Regions from separate parts of the Aedes albopictus genome. Here region 2 is linked to region 1. Evidence: chromatin contacts called from public Hi-C data. All regions are on one chromosome and are shown on one strand. Each heading gives the region's core, a stretch centred on a gene start, on an enhancer-like site or on the middle of the called end of the contact. The rest is flanking DNA. Distances are from core to core; before and after follow the strand shown.

Region 1 (7,131 bases), core at 1,859-4,358:
TTCCTTAAGGAATTCCTCATGGGACTGCTTCCGGGATTCATCATGGGGATTCTTCAAAAAATTATCCAAAATTGCTCCAGGGATTCACCTGGGAATTCCTTGTGGGATTCTTTCGGGAACAACTTCCAGGATTTTTTTGAAACTGCCTCCGAGAGCTCTTCTTGGGATTCCTTCAGGAATCCCTCCTGGAATTTCAGCGATTTCTTCAGTACTTCATTCTGGGATTTCTCCAGAAACTCCTCCTAGTATTCCCTCAGAAATTGATCCTTGGATTTCTTCAGGAATTATTCCTGGGATTCCTCCAGAAATTCCTCCAGGATTCCTCTAGGAATTCCTGCAAAGATTCCTTTAAAAGTTCTTACTTAGGATTCGTTCGTGAACTCCTTTAGCAATTTCTCTAAAGATTCCTCTAGGAATTCCTCCAGAGATTCCTACAGGAATTCTTCCTGAAAGTTTCACCATACTATACATTGCATGGTGAATCTCTGGAGGATTTCCTACTGGTACACTTTTAGGAGAAATTCCTGGAGGAATCTTGTGTGTTCAGTTTGTGCTGAAGGAATTAATTTTTGACAAGTTTTAGTGTAGTTAGGATTTTTAAAGTTCGAAAAGAGTCTAAAAACACTAAATTGATTTGATGCACCTCATAATTTCAATGGATTTGGCTAATATTTTGACCAGTTACTTCTATTAGGATGCCAATCAAAATATGGGGGTGAACATTTTTGAAAAAATGGAGAGGTCCAAGCAGGGATTCCTCAAGAAATTTCTCTAGAGAATCCTCCAGGAACTCCTTCAAGCATGTCTCCAAGAATTTCTCCAGGGGTTCCCCAAGGCACTCCTTCAGGAATTATTCTAAGCCTCCAGGAATTCCTCAAGGAATACCTCCGCAATACCTACGGCAATTTCTCCAAAAAAATTTCTCCAAAAAAATTTCAGAAATTTCCCCAGGAATTCCTCCCGGAGTTTATCCACGAATTATTCTAAGAATTTTTTAGGCGATTCCTGCATGAATTATTTAAGGAATCTCAGAATTCTGAGATTCTTCTAGGAATTCCTTAAAAGATTTCTTGAGCAATCCTTCAGGGATTCCCTTAGAAATTCCCCCAGGAACTCCTCCCGGATTTTTTTCAGGAATTTTTCCAGGTATTCTTCCAGGCATTCCTCAAGGATTTCATCCTGGCATTTTTCAAGGGACTTTTCCGGGAATTTAATCAAGATTTTCTCCAGGGATTACCCCAGGTATTTCTTCAGGAATTCCTCTAAGAGTTCCTCCACGAATTGATCCAGGAGTTCCTTCAGGATTTCTTTCGGAAATTCCTACAGCAGTTCGTCTAGGAATTTCCCCAGGAAATCCTCCATGGATTCCTTCAGAAATTCTTTCTGGAATTTATTCAGGAATTCTTGCAGGAGTTTTTCCAGGGATTCCTCCGGAATTTCCTCCAGGATTTCCTCCAGGAATTGCCCTGGGAACTCCTCCAGGAATTTCTTCAGAAATTTCTCCAGGGATTCCTCTTAGGATTCTTCCAGACATTCCTCCAGAAATTTCTTCAACGATTTCTCCAGAAATTCCTCCAAGAATTCCTCCAGAAACAGTTCTCGGGGGAATTCCTCAAGGAATTTCTTCTGAAATTTCTCCAGGGATTCCTCACAGAATTCTTTCAGAGTTTCCTCCAGGGATTTTTTCAAGAATTCCTCTATGGATTTCTCCAGGAGTTCCACTTGAAATTCCACCAGGAATTTGTCTAGAAGATCCTCCAGGCATTTCTCCTCAGGTTCTTCCAGTAATTGCTTCAGGGATTCCTCCAGCGATTTTTCCAAAAAGTCCTCCAGGAGTTCTTCCAAGAATTTCTTCAGAAATTTCTCTAAGGATTCCTCCAGGAATTCCTCAAAATGTTTCTTCTCCAGAGATTCCTCTCAGATTTCCTCTAGGGAATCCTCTAGGAGTTCATCCAGGGATTCCTTCGAGATTTCTTCCAAAATATGCGCTAGGCAATCCTACAAGAATTTCTCCAGGGAGTCCCCCAGGAAATTCTCCTGGAATACCTCCAGGAATTTCTTTAGGATTTCCTTCACGCATTTATCCAGGAATTCCTTCAGAGACGGTTCGATGAACAATCTCAATTTTTGATATTCAATTTATTTAGACTAATACTCCATTATACTCCATGCTGCAAACAGATCCTTTTTTGGTTTTGCCACATTTTATAATATCGAATCGATGTGAAAACATCGATTCAAAGTATTCGATTAAATCGGTGAATCGATTCTGCTGGCCCGATTCGAATCGATTCACAAAATGTCGATGTATCAGCCAAACTTGCCCAATGCAGTTCAGCGCAATTTCATTCAATTGAGTGAGATTTTTTCAACCCTGTATTGCTTTTTGCATTGAAAATTTTCCTTGCTTCGCTAAATAAGATGACGTTTTCTTCCAGCGAAAGCTTACGCGATACAGCAAATCGCCAAATTTCACACTAACACAGCAAGAAATCTGTCAACAATAACTTAATACACATGCATTATCAGCTAGTTCATCTCGGGACCCACGCTCTTACTTCCCTTCCGAAGGAAGAACTCACATTTTGCGAGTTTGTCGGGAGTGGTATTCGATTCCAGGTCCTCGGCGTGATAGTCAAGTGTTCTAACCATCACACCAGGTCCGCTCCTCACAAATTATGCTGGTTTCCTGCGAAACCACGCGCCTGCTCCCAGATGTCCGTCAATAACTTCCATTTGTCGGGCGGGGCGTGTGCCAACAAAAGCTTTCCTCTTCAGGGCCGTCAGTCTTCGGCTTGTAATTTAAATTGCTGAATGCGTTAAACGGCGTAGTATTTGAAATGCACATTCATTAAGCAGTCGTCTGGACGTTTTGCGTAGCGCATTAGGCTCAATTTATTGTTAGTTTGATTTTTCGGCAATTTGTTGATTCATGACCTACGGCTTGTTTAGAATTGTTTAGACGACCATTGGATTAATTAGCTTCTGTAGAATGTTTTGAACTTCATAGGTCGGTTAAATTGAAGAACGCCGTCTGCTACATAGCATGTCGTTGAACTGCCTTTCGACTGCAGTGAAATTTGCATCTTATTTTCGATTGCCAAAAAATTGGACGGCCTGCGATATAAAACCATTCAGTCATGCAAATTCTTCGTCAGTTTTCGATCGATTGTTAACTGCAGTTGGAATACCGTTGTACTCTGTGTATCGCGATGTCGTCTGCCGGTGGTTTGGGTTCGGTTAAGCTAGATGAGTGCGTAGTGCTTTCCGGTATATCCGGACGGTTTCCGCAATCGGACAACATACGTCAGTTTGCTGAGAATCTGTACGATAAGCGTGATCTGGTGGATGATAAGGAAACACGTTGGCCGCACACTGTGCCGGAGATTCCGCGCCGTTCCGGTAAGATCAACAACTTGGACAAGTTCGATCGGGAGTTCTTTGGCATCAGTCGGAATCAGTGCAATGCTATGGACCCGCAGCTGCGGCTTTTGCTGGAACATGCCTACGAAGCGATCCTAGATTCGGGGACCAACCCGGAAATGGTTCGGGGATCGCGAACGGGTGTGTTCGTTGGAGTCTGCTTCTCGGAAACTGAGGCTAGGCTGTTTTTCCAATCTTGTCCACCGAAGGGCTATGCTATGCTAGGGTAAGCTGAGGGCTATTTTGCTTGTGTCTGGTATAGATTGACTTCTTTTTCGATAGATGTGCCAAGTCCCAGGTGGCCAACAGGATTTCCTATACGCTTGATCTTCGCGGACCTTCCTTAGTGATGGACACTGCCTGCAGCAGCAGTATGTACGCTTTGGATGTAGCTCGCAGGAAGATATTGAGTGGAGAATGCGATGCAGCCCTTGTATTGGGGACTAACCTTTGCTTGCATCCCTACATTTCGTATCAGTTCGCATTGCTAGGCGTTTTGTCCAAGGATGGAGTGTGTCGACCATTCGACGAAAAAGCCAACGGGTATACTCGATCTGAAGTTTTGTGTGCTGCTTTTCTACAAAAGGCTAAAGACGCCAACAGAATTTATGCGCATATTCTACACACTAAAACCAATTGCGACGGGTTCAAATCTGAAGGGATAACATATCCTTCAGGTGTGATGCAAACGCAGCTGATGAGTGAATTCTACGATGAGATATCAATCGATCCCAGGGACATTGCGTTCATCGAAGCTCATAGTACTGGAACCGTAGTAGGAGATCCGGAAGAGTGTGACGCAATCGACAAGATATTCTGCACCGATCGTGACCGACCTCTACCTATTGGGTCCGTAAAGTCCAACATTGGGCATTCGGAAGCTTCGGCGGCGTTGTCATCGCTTTCGAAGTGTGTCATTGCAATGGAAAATGACTTGATTCCTCCGAATATCAACTTCACCAAAACACGTCCAGACGTGCCAGCCTTAACCGCAGGTCGTCTACAAGTGGTGGACCAAGCCAAACCTCTAGAAGGTCCTCTCATCGCGATCAACTCTTTCGGCTTCGGTGGAGCCAACGCACACATGCTAATTCAGCGTAATACAAAGGATAAAATCGGATACGGAGTTCCGGACGATGATCTTCCACGTCTGATCACATGGTCTAGTAGAACCAAAGAAGCAATAGAATACATGTTTGAGGACATAGCAACTCGTCCACTTGACGCTGATTTCGTTGCGCTGTTGCACAATGTGCAACGTACTCGGACTCCTGGGCATCGATATAGAGGTTTTGCCATTTTTGACAAACGAGCATCGCAGCCCACGACTATCGACCTGTTCGATATGAAACGCGTTAAACTCGACAATTCACCACTCGTGGCGATCTTTCCAGGTATTTCGTTGAAGTGGCGTGAAGATTTGGACGTGTTGCGACAGTTTCCTTGTGTCCAAAAAACGGTGACTGATTGTTGTGCCGTATTGACTACGTTTGGGTATGATCTGTTCCACAAACCAACGCGAAGAACTGATCTTCGACAGCTTTTAATTGGATCAACTGTACTGCAGCTGGCATACGCCGATATTCTTAACGTCACCGGAGTCCAACTAAACGCATACGGCGGTCACTCGGTCGGGCAGTTCACCTGCGCCTATCTAGATGGCTGCCTAACTTTGGATCAGATAGTCCAAATCGCATACTATCATGGATCTGTGCTAGCTGAGTACAAAACCGAGATGAACTTCAACGCATTTCTGGAACTGGGATCGAAACGTCCAGCGCCGCCACTTTCCTTCGATGGATTCATACAGGATACATTCCTGTCGCGGTTCGGAGTTGTCGGAGGTCCACTGAATCCAACTTGTGCCGTCGTCGATCAGCTGAAGTCACGAGGCTACGTTGCAGAACATCTGCCATTTGTCAGCATGCTCTACGCGAAGGACTCCGCGGCTGAGTTGACGGAAAAGTTGAACACCCTTGTGTCGCACATTATCCCACAGCCTTTGAAACCCTCTCATCGCTGGATCAACCTCAAGAATCCATCGGACTTCGCGTCAACAGCGGTGCACGATTCGTTCTCCGTTGTGAACCTGTTGGAGAAAATTCCTGAACACTGCATGCTATTGGAGCCACTAGCAAAGTATACTATGCAGCCGATTCTTAAAACCTTGAAACGGAAGTCCAAATGCCTGCCTGTGGAGAAATCCGCGGGAACCGTCAAGAGTCTACTGGCTACATTAGGACAGTAAGTTTTAAATCTTCTTATTTGGAAACAAACATCTAAAAGTTCTCTCCAACAGTTTGTACTTAGCGCAGCAAGACCTGAACCTGCTGAACCTCTACCCACCGGTGCAGTTTCCGGTGGCCCGAGGAACTCCCATGATCGCACCGTTGATTCGATGGGATCACCGCGACTCGTGGTATATTGTGCGCTACGAATGGGTAGCCTTCCGGGTGTCCAACCAGATGAGCTTCAAGGTCACCCTGGCGGATCAGGACTTCGTTTACGCCGCTGGGCATTGCATTGACGGTAGGGTTCTTTTTCCCGCCACAGGTTACCTCAGCCTGGTGTGGGAGTTGATAGCCTACCTGTCGCAGCGCGAGATCGCCGATTGTCCGATGCAGTTCGACGATGTGCAGTTCCTGCGTGCGACAACTCTAACGAAGAATAAGGCCACCAATTTGCTGGTGACGCTCGAGAAGGGAACTGGAAGATTCGAGGTCAGTGTGTGTGCATAAGGTTGGGATGAAGGTGGCTATATGTATTTGGATGTGCTTTCAGATTTCGGACAGCGCAACTCCGGTTGTAACTGGATTTGCGAGAAAGTTAAATACAGCTCCTGAACAGTTTGAGGCTTTCGAAGGGAATACCGTGTCCACTCTGTTGACATCTAGGGACTTTTACAAGGAACTCAGGCTGCGGGGATACCATTATAGCGCATTGTTCAAATCCGTTATGGAAGCTCAGAGCGACGGATCGGCGGCCAAGGTCCAGTGGAAGGGCAATTGGGTTGCGTTTCTAGATTGCCTACTACAGGTTGGGATAGTTGCCATCGATTCCCGATCATTGATGGTTCCAACGGCTATTGAAAGCATTACGATCTATCCGAAGCAACACTTGTCGTTGATGTCCCGTGACGCTGACGAGTGTACGGAGTACTTTACAGTTACGAACTGTGCGAGGACTAATGTGTGCGTTTCTGGAGGCATTCGTATATCTGGTCTTCGTGCAAACGTTGTAAACAGACGTCATCCTCCAGGTGTTCCGGTCCTGGAGACTTACAGCTTTGTTCCATACCATTCTACCGAGAAGGTGACAGTTCTGGAAGCGGTGCGGATGTGCGTTCATCTGGCTTTGGAAAATGCACCAACCCTTTCTATTCGGGCTACGGAGATACACAATGCCGGCACTGAGTTATTATTGCCATATTTTTTGGAAGCTGTAGCAGATCTCCCATTGGTTCAACCAACCATGACCTTGTTGTCTTCTGAAAATATTGATCTCCCAGATATCACAGTTAAAAATGAGAAGCTTGCGGAACAAACGGGACTTCTCTTCATCATAACCCACAACCAGCTTGCTGAGGATGGTTTTATACAGGATGCTTTGCACAGCCTTGGTCCTTCCGGTTTTCTGGTTGTTCGGCAATCGAACACTGAAGTTGATCTTCCCGCAACGCTGGCTAAAGTTGCCAGCTTCGTCGTTCAG
Region 2 (7,131 bases), core at 2,699-5,198, 290 kb after region 1:
CTCTGATCAGTAACAGGTAGAGCAGACTCCCTTGTATCTGATAACGATATGTTTTCATAAATAAATTGAAATACGCCTAGGAGGGACGGAAGGAGCTAAGGCGTACAATGATTGTTCCGCCCTTTTCACATGTTGGTAGAAATCAGTCAAAACTATGTTTGACACTACTGGTACTCAATACAAAACGATTCATCGTGAAAATACTTTATCAAAATCGTTAAAAAAATGTCTGACCACATAAATATTTCGATTTTTTCATTGAATATATGGCTTTACGCCCTTTAAGAGGGCCTAACTAAAAAATGGGCCCTACGATTTTTTTCAAATTTTGCCCAGACATGCAGGATTGTCATAGAAAACGAATGGTGGGCACCGAATGGATGGAGATTTTTATTTTATAATAACGGTCTGGGGAGCAGACGTCTATCTTTGCTTTCTGCCTTGTGTAAAACTTTGTAACGGTCATATCAGAGTATGTGGTTATGCTCCCGTTGCGTGGCGCTAGCGTGCCATCACTTACATGAGCCTCTGCACGAATCTGGCGTACTGCTCACTCCCACAGAAAATTTTAAAACAGTTCGCACAGTAAAAGTCAAATGTGACTTTTACCACAGAGAACAGACGTCTATCTTCGCTTTCTGCTTTGTGTAGAACTTTGTAACGGTCATATCAGAGTAAGTGGTTATGCTCCCGTTGCGCGGCGCTAGCGTCCCATCACTTACATTGTGGTGTTGTCATATTTGTTTCCAGTGCTCGCCGTTTTTGGCCGTTTGGCGCTCGTGTCGCTTTGTGGGCTAGTGTGTTTTAACGATGAACACTGCCATCGTTGGGTCAAATCGACTTTATATGTGGGGCAGTCTCCATTGGTGGCGTTGAGGGAGGTATACGGAGAAATTAAACTACCTAATTTTTGGGTCGATTTTACTCAAAGCTGAGTATATCGAATAAACTAGTTACCCAAAATTAGGTTGTTTTCCCTCTTTCCCTCACCGATGTTGTCAAAAACAAACAGAGATGCATCTCTTATTGGGTCCTTGAGCCCAATAAGCCAATTTTGGGTAAATGCAGGTTTACTCAAATTTGGGTTGAATGAGGGGGGAACTATGGGATTGCGTCAAAAGAACTCAATTTTGGGTAGTTTGGCGGTTCCATGTACACTTAAATCCTTTACACACGATTTCGACGTATTTTTGTTCGAGCTTAAACGTCTGTTCTCTGTGCTTTTACTGTGCGCGGTGTTTTCAAATTTTCAGTGGGAGTGAGCAGGACAGGGCAAATTCGTACAGAGGCTCATTGTTGTGTTGTCATTTTTGTTTCTAGTGCTCGCCGTTTTTGTCCGTTTGGCGCTCGTATCGCTTTGTGGGCTAGTGTATTTCAACGATGAACCACAGACAAACAGACGTATCACTTGGAACACATTGCGATAAAAATCATCGTTACGAAATCATAATCGCTAACCACGCTGTGTTACGCAAACCACTCAGTAGGTGGCAGTAGTGAGCAAACGTCAAACAGAAGCGAAAACGATGCGAGCGCCGTGACCGAGAGATTTGCGAACTACAAAATATTTGAACTGACCGTTAAAAGGGTAACGATCGAAAGTGAGTAGAGTGAGACGTCTGTTTGTCTGTGGATGAACACTGCCATCGTGGAGTCAAATTGTTGGTCATACCGACTTTAAATGTGGGGCAGTCTCCGTTGGTGGCGTTGAGGTACACTTAAATCCTTTACACACGATTTCGACGTATTTTTGTTCGAGCTTAAACGTCTGTTCTCTGTGCTATATCTAATTTAATAATCTAAGGGTCTGTTCCAATTGGCGAATAAAAATTAATTTTTACTTAAATTTGACAGTTTGACACTTCAAATTGACAGTTCTCCTAAGGCAATAATTATCGAACTGTCAAGTTTAAGTGACAATTCTAGATTGAGTTTAAATAAGGGCGAAAGTGGCGAAAGTAACATGAGAGAATTCTCGTCATCGACTCTCTCTTCTGCAAATTAAAGTGTCAAGATGCAAGTTCAATCGACCTTTTTTACACTTATGCTAGATTACATCGCAACCTAGCGATTTATGACCAAAAAGTTCAACCATACTTGCATCTTGTCACTTTAATTTGAAGAAGAGAGAGTCGATGAAGAGAACTCTCTCATGTTATTTTCGCCCTTATTTAAACTCAATCTAGAATTAATTTTAAATCTCCAATTGAAACAGACCTTAAATTCAATATAATCAGGGCCGGATTTACAAATGTGGGGGCCCGGGGCCACAGTGTTGTGGGGGCCCTCTTTTTAGAGGATATTTCTTTTTCATTGTAGAAAAATCAAAAAAATATGGAAAATTCTTCCAAAAATTAGGGTTGTTATTGAAGTTTAATAAGCGTAACTAGGAAAAAGGCATCTACTATAAACTAAGCATAACAGAGATCCAGATTTGAAAATCTAGTCTGAGGACGAATGTAAAAGAAATTGTATCAAATAAATAACGCTTTATCCGAGAATGTTCATAGTATTAGATTCCATTCATCAAGTTGAAATTCATGAGAAAGTCCTTTAAGAAATTTAAAAATAGATTTTATAGGAGACATTTTTGATAAATTTCAGATAAAATTTAAAGCGCTATTTTTGGGGCCATTATTGCAAAACCTCCAAATAGAATTTCTTGCGGAATCATTAATAATATCTATAGAGTTGGTGACCGATTACCAGGTTTCTTTTTTTTTGTAGAACTTAATCATAAACATTCCTGACGCGACTTCGAGAGGAGTTTCTGGTGAACGCGCAAAATAATTGTTAAGAACTCCTTGTGGCACTTCAAGAGGCAAAAAAACCATAGTGGTATTTTTAGCGGAAATTCTACTAAAAGCTGCTAAAGAAATTTCATCGGCAATCCATAATGAGTTCCTGATGGAATTTCTGTTTTACTTTGAAGTATAAGTTATAAGTTTATAAGTAAAATTTCATAATAATCTTTGGCGGACGAGTTTTTAGCCAAATTAAACAAAAATTGTTTGGAAAACTTTAAATATTTCAGGATCTTTCAATAATTTCTCCACAAACATCTACTGCTATTTTTATAAGGAACCTATGGATTTGTTAAGAGTTACACATTCAAGCCAGGAAGAAAAATTCGTCATGGATTTAATCATATTGAAGAAAATCTGATCAGATCTCCACCTAAATCCGACCAAAAAATTCTTGCTTGTTCCTTCAAAGAAATATTTCAACAATTCCGGGGTTCGATTTGAATAATTTATAAGTTTGGTAAGCGAAATCAAACTCTACAATTCTAAAAACTGTTCTTTATTCTGATAGAAACACTTGCAAATCTTCAAAGAACTATGTAGATTTTTTTTTTTAAATAATATCAATAATTTTAGACAGTAATAAACACGAATTTTCAGCAGAAACTTTTTGATTCTCTATTCCATAGCATTTAAGATTTCGTCCAGAATTCAGGTGAAGATTTTCTCATGTATTTTAGGTCAAATAACTTGTGCAATTCACAAGAGTGATCAATTCAAACCTTAAAAATCTTAACAACTTTCTGGAAAAGTTTGAAATTTTATGAAAAGGCAGATATCTGCTTCTTTCTGATTTGAAGCACAATATTTCAAACACATCTTGAGAATAATAGTATTTGGGATAAAAATTAAATCAAGATGTTTCTAGCACTACTTTTTTTTCGGTTCCTATTTGAAGTAACATTTTGTGGGGGCCCCTTAAATGTGGTGCCCCGGGGCCATGGCCCCCCTGGCCCCCCCTTAAATCCGACTCTGAATATAATGAATATTAAAAAAAATTGCCAGCTCTCGGCGTATGATTTCTTCAAGTGCAGAAGTGTTCGCAGGGCTGGACTGCAGCTCGGTTGCGCTTCATAACGTAACGTCTGTAACGCCTATCTATGTAACGCTCGATTGACAGTTCTCGTTTTGAATTTTGTTTACCGCGTCTTGCGCCGCGCCGGGCTAGTTATAACGACTGTCAAAACGCGACTGAATTTATTCGTTTTCTGTGTTTAGTTTTACTAGCTATTTTATGAAATTTTTACTGCATTATTGCTCTTTTTACACTGTATTTCATTGCTCCCGTAATACATCTGTGCATGCAAGCCGTGGCCAACATTATTTTTCTAGTATATCTGTGATTTGTGCGTGTTTCTAGTGCGTGATTAGTGACTAGCTCTTGTCGGAATGTCGTCCCACATAAGCGATTTCAACAGCCACATCCAATCGTATTTCGTGAGCAGCACCTACGGAAATGAAACCCAAATCATCAACAGTCTTAACGTAAGTAATAAACCATACTCCAGATGGGGCGAAAGTAATCAATCACCTTTCTTCCAGCACCTGGCGGTGGTCACCGACCAGCGAACGTTCGACCTGTCCGTCTACGGGAACAACATTTTCTTCGTCAACCTGCACCGGTTGATGAGCACCGGATCGAAGAAGATGTCCCTGCTGTGGGCGGCAGTGTCCGTGCTGGAAACGGCGTCAAAATGCGAGGAAATCCGACAAGCGTTGATCCGCAATTTCCACTATCTGCCGACGTTGGCCAATCTGCTGAAGGAAATTCACAGCACCGAACAGCAGCAGCGACTGCTGGCGCTGATCGAGAAGCTGACCCATGGAGCGCAGCTGGAAAGCTACGAACCTTATGTCGAGTCGCTGATTCTCAAACTGTTGTCGGTGATGGAGCAGGGCAGTGGCCAGAAGGATAAAACCGAACTGGTGACGTTGGCGCTTTCGATTCTGGTGAACCTGTGCTACGGGAATCTGCCCATGACGTACGTGCTGACGAAGAATATCAGCGTGTCCGGCTTCTGTAAGCAGATCAAACATCTCGGATTGGTAACGTGCAAGATGTACATCATTCTGGAGCGAAACGACTACATGAAGGAGATGGATCTGCACTATTTGCTGAAGATGAGCTTCCAGGAGGTGAAGAATATTTTGTCTACAAAGTGAGTAAACTGGATTGGTTTGGAAACTACATGATTTCATCCTCTTTTTTAATTCTTTTTCCCATCTTCCAGAAATAGCTTCATTCTGCGCCACGTGGTAGACTACCTGCACTACATCCGGCAGCTGAAGAAAGATAGCTGCAGCAAGGAGGATCAACGCAACGCCATTTCTCTGGAAGACAACTTCTTCCGAGACAATCTGAAGGACTTTTTGGACGACATAGAACGCTACACGGCGGCACAACACGCCGAGAAAGGACCCGGGAACACGAGGAAACGACGGAAAGTTTCCGACGAGAAAAGTCTGGACAGTTCCGGTTCGAGCGAACGGGATGACTGCATGGATGTTCTGTTCGAGATTTTGGCGTGTATAGTGGACTTGGAACCGATTGGAGAAGTCTTCCGCAAAAGGATAGCGGATTTGGCTTTGAAGTGGATTCGGACGAAACAGAGCTGTTCCTGTGCGGTGGATCTGATGAGGGTGGTTCTGGAGAAAAGTGACGAAAATAAGGAAAACCAATGTCAGCAGAAACTAATCGATTCATGTGAAGCGGTACTGGAGGATTTAGTAAGCATTGTACACCACAACAGCGATCAAGTTCTGGTAGGTTTTAATTAATAACTTGAAATTGAGGGATCCCTTACATCGATCCTTTTGTTTTCAGATAATCTCGGTTTCGAAGCTGCTGACGACGCTAGTTAGCCTCCAGGGAGCTTCCAACTCCACCTTGGACAAAGCTGCCGAGCTCTTCTTCCAGCACACGTTTGGAAACATCCTGAGCTCATTCAAATCCAGTCAGAATTTCGACTTTTCCCTTCCTGATGGTGAAATCGAAGCATTTCTATGGGCACTCCACACCTTTCACGAACTGGCCAATGTTTCGCCAACACTGTGGTTTGCCAAAATGGGAAATCTACTGAAGCAGAAACCCGTTCATTTCCTCATCGCCAAGGGCTTGACCAGTGACAACTCGGAGCTGACAGAGGCCACGTTGGCCATCAGCTCGTCAGTGGATTTCCCTCGCAAGGATGTATCTCACATGATCAGCATGTTGAGTTCCAGCAACCGAAAAGTTTTGGGCGAAAGCCAACAGCAAAACACAGACCGCAGCAGCACTCGATCGGTTCCACTACAAATGCCCCCGCCGGCTAATCTCAGCAGAGATCTTCTCGAACGAATGGATCAGACGGTAACGCACATCCAGGATGCCGTATCGTCCGGGACGATAAATGACGCCACCCAGGTGCAGTTGATTGAATTCTACGACGCCAAGATACGGATGGAGGCACATCTGATGCAGGACCTTCAGGTGACGGTCGAGGCCATGTCCAAGCAGATCGGCATACTGATGCATCAGAATCAACTGCTGACGGCGGAGGTGAACCGGGTGCAGAGGAAGAATCTTCCACTGGCGCTGAAAGTTTCCACGTGCGTATTTTTGGAATTGTTATGTTCTACAGGTCATATCTTCTTTTTTCTTCTTCTTCTTGGCGTAACGTCCCCACTGGGACCAAGCTGTACTTTTCGAGATTTTTTTTTATCTGTATTAACGAGATTTTTAGCCCTTGGCTGGTTCATCTCAGGACCCACCCTTTACTTCCCTTCCGAAGGAAGAACTCACATTTTGCGAGTTTGTCGGGAGTGGGATTCGATCCCAGGTCTTCGGCGTGATAGTCAAGTGTTCTAACCATCACACCAGGTCCGCTCCACAAGAGAGAAATTGAGGTTTAGATGCATGCATTAGCAGATTATTAAATTGAATCATTTAGAACGTTTTTTTTATTACATCTTGTGATCGACAATATTATAATAAACAATAAGCATTAAACGATTTTATGAACTTCTTGTCTTCCACAGATTGCAAACGGAAAACCGATCGCTTGAAAAAGAACTCACCCAGGTCAAGAGTGCCACGGCTTCATATGACAAGAAGATCAATCAGATGAAGCTTGAGCTGTCGGACTACATCAAGCGATACAACGACAAGAACCAACAGTGGGTCGCACTGACCAAGCAGATCGAACAACATCAGAAGCGCGAAAGTAACTACGAGAAGGAGAACAAACGGTTGCAGCATGAGCTATCAAATATGGTGAGTGCTTACTACCTACTTGAAAAGACTTCAGGGGGGATTCGAATAACTTTCATTTTTTATTTTTACTAAAAA

Evidence for each region. A called contact is a pair of places that touch in the nucleus more often than the background predicts.
Region 2: a Hi-C map of whole pupa shows a contact between it and region 1, with 8 times the contacts expected there. The contact joins the promoter of LOC109427814 here to the promoter of LOC109421326 in region 1. A contact is called at or near these places in 2 of 3 Hi-C or Micro-C datasets (whole body and whole pupa).

What each region holds. Positions count from the first base shown.
Region 1 is chr2:41,947,413-41,954,543 of AalbF5, forward strand. It overlaps LOC109421326 (fatty acid synthase), which reads left to right and starts at 3,109. Exons shown (of 6, transcript XM_019695833.3): 1 at 3,109-3,649; 2 at 3,706-5,667; 3 at 5,723-6,143; 4 at 6,205-7,131. The coding sequence starts at 3,213. The region is part of intron 3 of LOC109427815 (eEF1A lysine and N-terminal methyltransferase homolog); the gene reads right to left.
Region 2 is chr2:42,239,347-42,246,477 of AalbF5, forward strand. It overlaps LOC109427814 (testis-specific gene 10 protein), which reads left to right and starts at 3,949. Exons shown (of 6, transcript XM_029871198.2): 1 at 3,949-4,289; 2 at 4,347-4,963; 3 at 5,036-5,567; 4 at 5,629-6,392; 5 at 6,822-7,056. The coding sequence starts at 4,194.